2 separate regions of the Callithrix jacchus genome follow, and region 2 is linked to region 1. A link is a contact called in public Hi-C data. All regions are on one chromosome and are shown on one strand. The core of a region is the stretch at or near the end of the contact, and the rest is flanking DNA. Distances in the headings are between cores, read along the strand shown. Region 1 has its middle 4.7 kb from the start of MECOM. Region 2 overlaps MECOM (MDS1 and EVI1 complex locus).

Region 1 (4,571 bases), core at 844-3,343:
CAGAGTCCTCAGGCTTCAGCTATTTGAGGGGGCTGTCGGCTGACCAAAGGGAACATGTCCTCTTACAGATGGGAATGGGAACAGCAGTGTCTAAGACCACCGACACTCTCTCTCTCTCTCACACACGCACACGCACACACACATGCACACCCTTACCATTTGGCAGATTACAAAATGTTAAAGTTTGGAGCTTTAAATAGCTCCATTTATTAAATTTCTATGATGTAGCAGGCACCATACTAGGTGCTTTGTATACATTATCTATAATCATCACAGGTATTCTACAAGATGTACGTACTTATTCTAATAATACAGAGGAGGTAACTGGAACTCAGAAAGGTTCAGTAATTTGACTAAGGTTACACAGCTGGTAAAGGGGAGGACTGAGATTTGAACCTCCAGTGGTTTGATACTTAAGGTCTTTCAACTTCATGGCTTCCAAAGCATTTTTATATGTTAATCCTATGTGGGAAGAAATGACTATTTCCATGCTGCAGATGAAAAAACAAAGTGGAGAATCAAGGCGTAATCTCTTTCAAGATGTCCACAGCTGAAAGGGGAAGGAAGATATGTATCCAAAAAACTGTAATGTTAAGGAGGGAGAAATAAGAGCCATAGACTTGGCAGCAAAATAATGAAGGGGTCGGGGTGTGAAGAAAGTGGCGGGAAGGGATGCGAATCAGACCAGAATCTAGGAAGCCTCACCGGTGGCATTTGGCCCCTAAGTGCAGTGGTCAATGGATATGAGAGTCTAGGGTTTCCGCAGTGAGCCAGAGGAGATGTAGCTTTTATATTGATAGGTTCATTGACTCCATCCTCTCCCGTGTCCACGGCAGAAAGCAGGATTTGAAATGAGGTTCAGTCACAGAGGCGTCCGGATTTAAGACAGAAGAAAGAAAACCTGGCCAGGCACTTTCTATTGCAGTGCGTCTTCAATTCAGTGTTCTAGTGAATCACTTGTTAAAATGCCAGTTTTGATTCAGCAGGTTTGGTTGGAGCCTGAGATCTTGAGTTTCTATTGAAATCTTAGCGATGCTTGATGTTGCTGGTCTGGGACCACACTTTGAGGAGCATCTGCGTCACCTAGGAGCCTGTTGAGAAATGTTTGGGCTCCACCCCAAGCTTACTGAATCAGAATCTGCATTTTAACAAGATCCCCAGGCGATTCGTATGCACATTATACTTTGAGAAATACTCTTCCATGTAATTCTTTTTTTCAGTGGAAGGGACCCCAAGAGCTCCAGACTTCCCAGGCAACGCTCACTAGCAGTCTGGTTTCTTTCCGGAGCTCAAGTTCCCACAGGGCAGAGGTTTGTGCCCCGCGAAGTTGCTTCTCCTGATCCTAAACCAGTAGCAGCTCCGGGGGTTTGCTCGCCTCATAATCCTCCTTGCTGGGTTCCTTTCCACCCCAACCCGCGCCTCCCCGGGGCGCTCCAGCTGTTTCCCACCCCCACGCCCAGGCGGCTACTGTGCACAGCTGGAGCCCTAAGCGGCGGGAGCACCAGAGCTGCCGCAGCCAAGGAAACCAGGCGAGGGCGCCGCAGACTAGGCTGTGCGGGAGGAGGCCGCTCCAAGCCGGGAGAGGGCGGCCAGAGCGGCGGGCAGGGGAGCGGGAGCTTCGCCTCTGGTGCCAATAGGCACGGCCCTGGCGCGGCCCCACATTCCCACACCGCGGGAGCCTAGGCTTGCTACCTGGGAGGCGGCGCTCATCACCCCAACTTGCATTTCATAAACCCTTCGGGAAATAGTTCCTCAACCCCATGGGCTAGTAATCAGCCCGAGGTTCTCTCGAAAGAACTGCTGATTATAATCCCGGAGCTGGGCGGGGGCCTAGATTTTAAATCGACTATTTAATGTAATCATCATCATCGTTATTAAAAGCCAGCTACACTGACCGCTCCCCGCTCCGCATTCCTTATATACACATCAGAAGTTGGAGGGAAGGATGTTGAAGAACTAGGGGGAGGGAGCAGGATTGTAAAACCGAATGATTTGCTTAGAAATCCGGGACCGAAAACGCAGTTCACGAAACGGCGAGTTTTACAAGGTAGAGAAGGTAACCGGGCAGAAATCTTGCAGCCGACGAACCCCAGCTGCGCGTGCCCGAGCGCGCCTGGTTTGGGCCGCATCGCCCTGCCAGCGCGAGGATTTCGCAGGAAGAGGAGGCTGTTCCGTGTCTCAGGCCCCGGCGTCGAGACGCGGTAGAGACCGTTGCCCACAGCCGCCCCGGGACCCTTGCGGCCGCGGCGCCCTTTCCCTTGCTGGACGCGGAAGCCGAGCTAGCCCTGAGCTGTTGCCTCACCGGCGTTCGAAGCGCGCATTTCTCTGCAAGCTTCCCTTTTAGGGCAAAGCGTGGCGGATCATTCAAAGTTAACACCTTCATGCAGCCGCTGCTGCCTGGATGTGCGCTTATATGTGTATGTGTGTGTTTCTCTGACAGTGTAAGACAAAACAGGTAGTTTTAACATTTATTAAAGCCTACGTGTTCTGTCTCGAGGCTTATCGGGTTTGTTGAAACTTTTGTGAGTGTGTGTGTGAGTGCGCGCGTGTCTCCACCCTCCTCTTGCTCCCCCAGCCCCACCCCCACACCGCCTGTGCAGGGCGAAGTAGTCCTATATAGCGATGATAAATATCCCTGTTGATCACTTGATTGATTACCTCCCTGAAAGGTCACGCGGGCTCGCAGTAATTTCCTTTTGCCTAAGGCTCCCTTTTCACTTTTACTCCGGCACGACAGCTCCGAGTACACGGGATCTTTATTTTTTATTTTAACCCCTAAATGCAACCCCTCCCGAAAACAATGCAGGCAAGAAAAATCGAATAAAATCAACTCGAGACCTTTTCGCTCACTCTCAGCCTCCCTTCCCATCTTGCTCCATTCTTTTTCGTCGCCCCCGCCCCCTCCTCAACTCAAACGTATTCTGGACACTATTTAATAGATGAGTGTCTTGCAAGTAAACTCAGGCGTCCCTTGGGTCTGCATTTCATGTCTGTGACTCTCTCCCTTTCTCTCCTGTGGACTGAAAATTCGGATTTAAACCACTAGACAAGCTATTAATTTAGCTAGGCTACCCAGGGTCCTGAACCCAATTAATTTCTAATAATTATAGCCCAAGGGGGCTAGATAGATCTCTCTGCCTCTTTCTTTTATTGCCACTCCACGCCACCGAGGTCAGCGTATAATAATAAAGTGTGTATTTTGAAAGCGATCTCCAGAACAGTGAGTTATTGCAATGAATGAAAATTGTTTCCATTTTGGCTAATTGAGCTGGTGGCCCAAAGCTGGAGCCCTGAGACTAAATAAAGAGGACTGTTTCATTTCAACATGAAGAAACCCCTGCCTAGCTCTGGTCACCCAGCGAGAGTTTAATTTCTTAACAGCCAACCTGAAACCCAGCGTTGGGTAAACAGTATTAATAATTGCATTACAATGATTAAATTAATCTTGCTGGTAGCCAGGAGAATATAGGTTGTGATTGAATAGCATGATGTAAAGTTCACTGCACAAAGACAATAGGCCTAGAAATACCTCCATAAAGAATTCAAACTTTCTTCCAAAGATATTGTGGGGCCGGTTCAATTATAATGAGAGGAAAGGAAAATTTCCTGTTGCATGTAATGTATTGAAAATCGGTTATTTGCCATTTCTAATATTAATTTAAAAAACATAGTGGGGGAAGGGATACACTTGTATGTGTCTTTCTCTTCAATCCCCATCTTCCTTCTAACTTCCATCTCAAGCTCTTCGCTTCTGCTAAAAAAAAAAAAAAAAAAAAAAAAAAAAACCGAAACAGTGACAGTAATAAAACAAGCAAACCCAGACAGCCCGTAAACTCATCGACTTTCCAGAGGCATTGCTTCCAGGATGCTCGCTTCCGTGGGAGAAAACACAAGCAAACGTTGGAATCCATGCTACTGTCCACCAAGAAAACGAAATTTCAGGAGGAGCGGGAAAGGCGAGACATGGGGCGGGGGCGGGTAGCGAGGGCAGCTCCGCCAACTCGTTGGAGGCCTCTTTTCTCTTGGGCCAGCTTAGACATCCCGTCAGAGGGTGTCGGGAACCCCAGGGGCCGCTGAACAGAGAGTCACCTGCTCTGGTCTCACGGCTGGGACCTGGGACAGGTGGAAGTGACGGGGTCCAGGCACTTGAGAATGGGAACCGGCCGGGGCGGACACACAGAGGTCGCGGCGCTATCAGCCGCTAGCATGACCGGCTGCTCCTGGGTGTTTGCTCCATCAGGTTAAACACACTCGAACTAGCAAGTTAGCTCTTCCTTAGCGCACATTTAGGGCAGAAAGCAAGTGATAAAGAAAGAAAAAGAAAGAGAAAAGGAAAAGAAACCTGGCTTTTAGATTTGAAAATTAAAAAAACAAATGATATTGCGAATACTTTTATTTTTTAGAAAAAGACGATGCCTTGCCTTTTCAGAATGGCTTGGCCTGGGGACACCAAAGAGTTGCGTTTATTGTTTGTTAGCAGAGGTTGGATTTTCTGGTGGCCCGAAACTCTTGGAAAGACCAGGGAGAAAGCCTGGAGCGCTGAAGCGACACCCGGGACTTTAAAAACTAGA
Region 2 (4,571 bases), core at 1,649-4,148, 520 kb after region 1:
AAACTTATAGTATTTTGACCTGTTCCCATGAACTCAGAGCAGTTCACACTCACGTTACCCAATTTATTTTGCCAATACTCGTAAGAGGCTGATATGATGAAACTTTCATGGAAACCGACTCAAAGGTTAAGTGACTTACCCAAAGGTACACAGCTAGGCATGGAGACAAGAGGAAGATCAAGCTTCCAACAAACTTTCCCCAGAAGATTATGAGTCTAAAAGCACTCTTAAATGGTGTTTCTAAAGCTCGAGGGAAGAAGCTGACCCTGGAGTTATTGCATAATGTGCTAAATGCTACATCGAAAGATTGAATTAATTAAAATTAACAAAATAATGAAAAATGTATTCCTTATAGAGTTGAGGTTTCTTCCAAAAGCATTTACTACCTCACTTCTTTAGTCTAAAGCTAGAAAGATTGAGGAATTTTTCCTTTTAAGGCTAATGATAATCATAAGCAAAGTTATCTTTTATAAAATAAAAAAATAGTAATGCTGATTATCTGAACAACCAGATTGGTATGTTATGCATTTTTTGTGAATGTCTCAGTTTTTGTATTTATTTTTTCATCATTTATTTCTTGAATATATCTTGTAATAAATACACATCAAAGAGTTAAAACATCTCTGCTTTTGGGGAATATTTCTCTATTGTCTCTATTTTGCTACTGAAATTTTACTGTATTTTATTAACATTTTTATTTTATCATAACATTTTAATTTAAACTTGGTATAAATTTGTTGTGCATTAACCACTCAGCATAATAGCTTAGGACTGAAACACATCAAGAGTCCAACAAGAAATATTTTAAATATGGTAACCTTGATTGGAGTTTAGAAAAGTAAATCTTTGAGTGTAATAATTTATTCACCAGAGCTGTTGTTTCAGCGAAGTATTTCATCTTAGTTTCCAAAGATCTGCTAGTCATTACTAAATATATTTTAAAATCGAAGCAAAAAAGAAATCCACTTTCATTCTGGCCAAATATACTATAAAATACTAAACTGTTAAAATCTTTGGCAATTTCGAAAAGATCAGTTAGGTGATTATGCTTGTATAGTTAATTAATAAGAAAGGAAGTAGGCAATGGTTCACTGGGGAAACTTTTGTTATCACCGTGTCTATTTATGAAGGATCCCATGCTGTAGGGACAATAACGGGGTGCTAATTCTGAACGCACACAGTGCCGTCCTACAAAGACATCAAGATTTGTAGGAAATCAACCCTCCAGCAGTCCTGGCAAGCCAGACTGACCCCAGCAAATGAAAATAATCAAAAGTAATTAGAAGCGTGCTGGACTACTCCTCGGAGAGCCGAATAGGAGAGTAAACATGCCTGAATCCTCGAGCCACTGCAAAGGCCCATGTCTGAGCTGTTAGGTGCCCTGACCTTGTCCACATAAAGATGTGATTTATGAAGTGCAGGGCACAGCAGCAGGGCTTCTGTCTTCTCCTGGAGAACCAAATTACTGAGGTGGAGATTAACATGCTTTCAGTCGGGCCCATTTCCAGACCAAGGGAAATTTTTTATTTACATTTTTTTTTTACCTTTAATTTCCTCTTTTCTAACAGCACACCCCAATAGATTAAAAGAAAGAAAGAAAGAAAGAAAAAAGGCAGAGTCCACCACCAAGAGCCACCAGTAATCTCTCCAAAGCAGTGGTGATATGTGCTGGTGGCAATGGACAGTCACAGCTTTTTTTGTGGGTAAATCTGTATTGTGCTGGACTGTTTTGCTGGATCTGCCTGATGAAAACATCACAGAATTCACCTTCATGCTACAGAACCAAGGTTGCAAAATACTTATCAAAGTAAAAAATAAAAATTATTAAAATTAAACAGAGGATTACCTTAGATTTCATGGCTTTCTGATCTAGTCTATCTTGCCTAAAGGTCATGCTTCATTACAAAGTTTACTCAATTAAATAAAAAGATTTAGGAGAAGAAATTGTGGGTGGTAGAGAATTTAGAGGAGTAGGAGGAAAGACAAATTGGGGGAAATGTTTATATATGTCTCTTGAGTCTCTTGAGTCCTAAAAAACATACTTACATTATTTTTTATATTTGTGTCCTTTAGGTTAGGTAAGATTTTATGAAATCCTATTCTGACATGGAACAGGAAGCATTGATTTTCTTTTTAAACACACATCAATATCTATACACGAAGCTAATTTAATTAGCAGGCACTTATTGTTCAGCCAAATGTCAATTTCTCAGATTATTTCATGCTTCTTGACATGAACTGTATGAAACAGGATTTAACAGAATCTCCATGAATAAAACTCCACTTGAGAAATGTAAAACTGCACTTGTACGTTCTTGAAAAGCTACAAAAAAAATAGTGTTAAAACACAAATGTCAGGCTTCGAGTTCAGTGTATATTTAGCCACCTCAAGAAACCCAAAGCTGCAGAATTAAGGGAACTTAAACTGAGGTTATAAAGTGCCTTCCTCTATAAACTAAAAACATAATGTCAGGGTGAATGGGAACATACTTTATTAACTTTACGGTATTGAAAACTGCCAGCAAGTTGTCTTGTTTTTAAATATTGTCCTCTGCAGAGTGTTACAGTGCTGTTTGTCCACAGGAAGCCTATTAAAAGTGGACAGTGCAGTCATTTCATCTGGCTTTGGCTGGACTGCTTTTCTTTCCTTTAATGATGTGCTGGAATGTACCATGCCCATAGGGTCTCCATTAGCAGAACTTTTACTTCGGGGACGACCATGAAGTTTAAGGCTTAAAAGAGGCATCAGTTTACAGTCTTGTGGGAATCACTTGAATACTGGAGCACTAACTTCTTACTGCTTTAACTAATATATTGACTCATTTTAAATAAACAGTTACACAATGAAGGCAGAGCCAGTGGCCTTATTGGAAATCTTTGGGCTTTTTAAAGATTCTGCAATCCACACAGCTGGGGAAGGAAGGAAGGGGCCTGAGGAGGGTTTATGCCCTTTTCAAACCAGGAAGAAAACACATTAACCTCTCCCACCCCAGCCCTGCCATCAGCCAAAGGGGGATCTTTACAACTCCCAGAAAATCTATCAGCTCACACTCAACCCTCATATTTTCCAATGCCCTTTTCCTGATAAACAACAATTAACAGAACAAGAAAGAAAAAATAATCATTCCTTCTGGAAAAGTGTTTTTAAAATCTGGTTCTCTTTTTAGACATCACTGATGAATCATTCAATTTTGTGCTTTCCCCGAAGCTATACATTTGTTATAGTTTGTTCTATTCTATCCCCTTAATATTTAGATCATCTGTCCTGATACATGTTTGCAAATTAAAGCTGGTTTGAGATTATAGTAAAACCATTATTTTTAATAGCCCATTTCAAGGGCAGTGCTAAACACTGTAGAACACGCATGTTACTGATTACTGCTGAGCAGACAGCGGCTTTTGCAGATTAATTTGTAACTGGGAACTACTGTAAACAGATTTCACCAGAAATCCCAAGGAATAAAGGGAATTGGTGGTGGTATTTGGCTCCTTGTATTTATTTATTGTTTTAGAAACCTTTTGAGGGAAAGCAAGCTAACCCAGGAGAAGCAAGCCCCTTGCAAAAACCTTTTCCTCTAACCCTCTCTCCTGTTTCATTCACTTATTGGGGAAGATGGATCAGGTCTTCTAAAGAATTATTATTTAAATAGCAAGGCCCCCCCCCACACCTTTTTCTGTTCTTTTTTTGAGACAGAGTCTAGCTTTGTCACCAAGCTGGAGTGCAGTAGCATGATCTTAGCTCACTGCAACTTCTGCGTCTCAGGTTCAAGTGATTCTCCTGCCTCAGCCTCCTAGGTAGCTGGGACTACAGTTATGCACCACCATGCCCAGCTAATTTTTTATATTTACTTATTTATTATTATTTTAGTAGAGATGGGGATTCACCATGTTAGCAAGGATGGTTTTGATCTCCTGACCTCATGATCCACCCACCTCAGCCTCTCAAAATGTTGGGATTACAGGCAAGAGCCACCGCACCGGGCCACAAGAGGCCCCTTTCATGAGAAACAAGACCAGTCTAACTACTGTAGGATTTCAGAAGTCTATCTTTAAACTTCAAGTTGTGTCAAGAATAAGTGGGATGAATCTGCCTTTACATGAAGTTATTGTTATATACCCAAAGGAGAGAGGGAGTGTTATGGGGCGGGGGAGTGGGGAGAGACAGACAGGCAGACACACACACACACACACACACACACACAAACACACACACACGAGAGAGAGAGAGAGAGAGAGAGAGAGAGAGAGAGAGAGATAGAGAGATATGATTTAGCGTTTTGTTAGCCTCCTTTGCTCAGGTCCTTCTGACGATTTCCTTTAGTCTTTTTCACAATTTATTCAGTGGAGAACAAAACTGATCATGACGATAATGATGATATTAATATAATAATAATGATGATGCAATGAATTCGCCATTCTTCTAGGTACATCTTCCAAGGTCTCGGAGGATAAGCGTTCACTCTTGGTTATATTTGGGGAGGAGAAGTTGAGACGTAGGAATAGTCTCTCAGGCTGGAGTCTGCAGGCCTGGACTGCAGTGTGCCCTCCTCCCGTTGTGAAGCTCGGGAGGA

What was found. A called contact is a pair of places that touch in the nucleus more often than the background predicts.
Region 2: a Hi-C map of skeletal muscle shows a contact between it and region 1, with 5 times the contacts expected there. The contact joins two enhancer-like sites. A contact is called at or near these places in 2 of 3 Hi-C or Micro-C datasets (induced pluripotent stem cells and skeletal muscle).

What each region holds. Positions count from the first base shown.
Region 1 is chr17:17,367,573-17,372,143 of calJac240_pri, forward strand. No RefSeq gene overlaps it. Among named protein-coding and RNA genes, the nearest start is that of MECOM, 4.7 kb to the right of the region's middle. Within about 2 kb of position 2,094, at least 7 of the 16 cell types and tissues checked have an H3K27ac peak or open chromatin away from gene starts, as enhancers often do.
Region 2 is chr17:17,887,608-17,892,178 of calJac240_pri, forward strand. All of the region lies in intron 2 of MECOM (MDS1 and EVI1 complex locus), which reads left to right. Among named protein-coding and RNA genes, the nearest start is that of MECOM, 520 kb to the left of the region's middle. Within about 2 kb of position 2,899, at least 2 of the 16 cell types and tissues checked have an H3K27ac peak or open chromatin away from gene starts, as enhancers often do.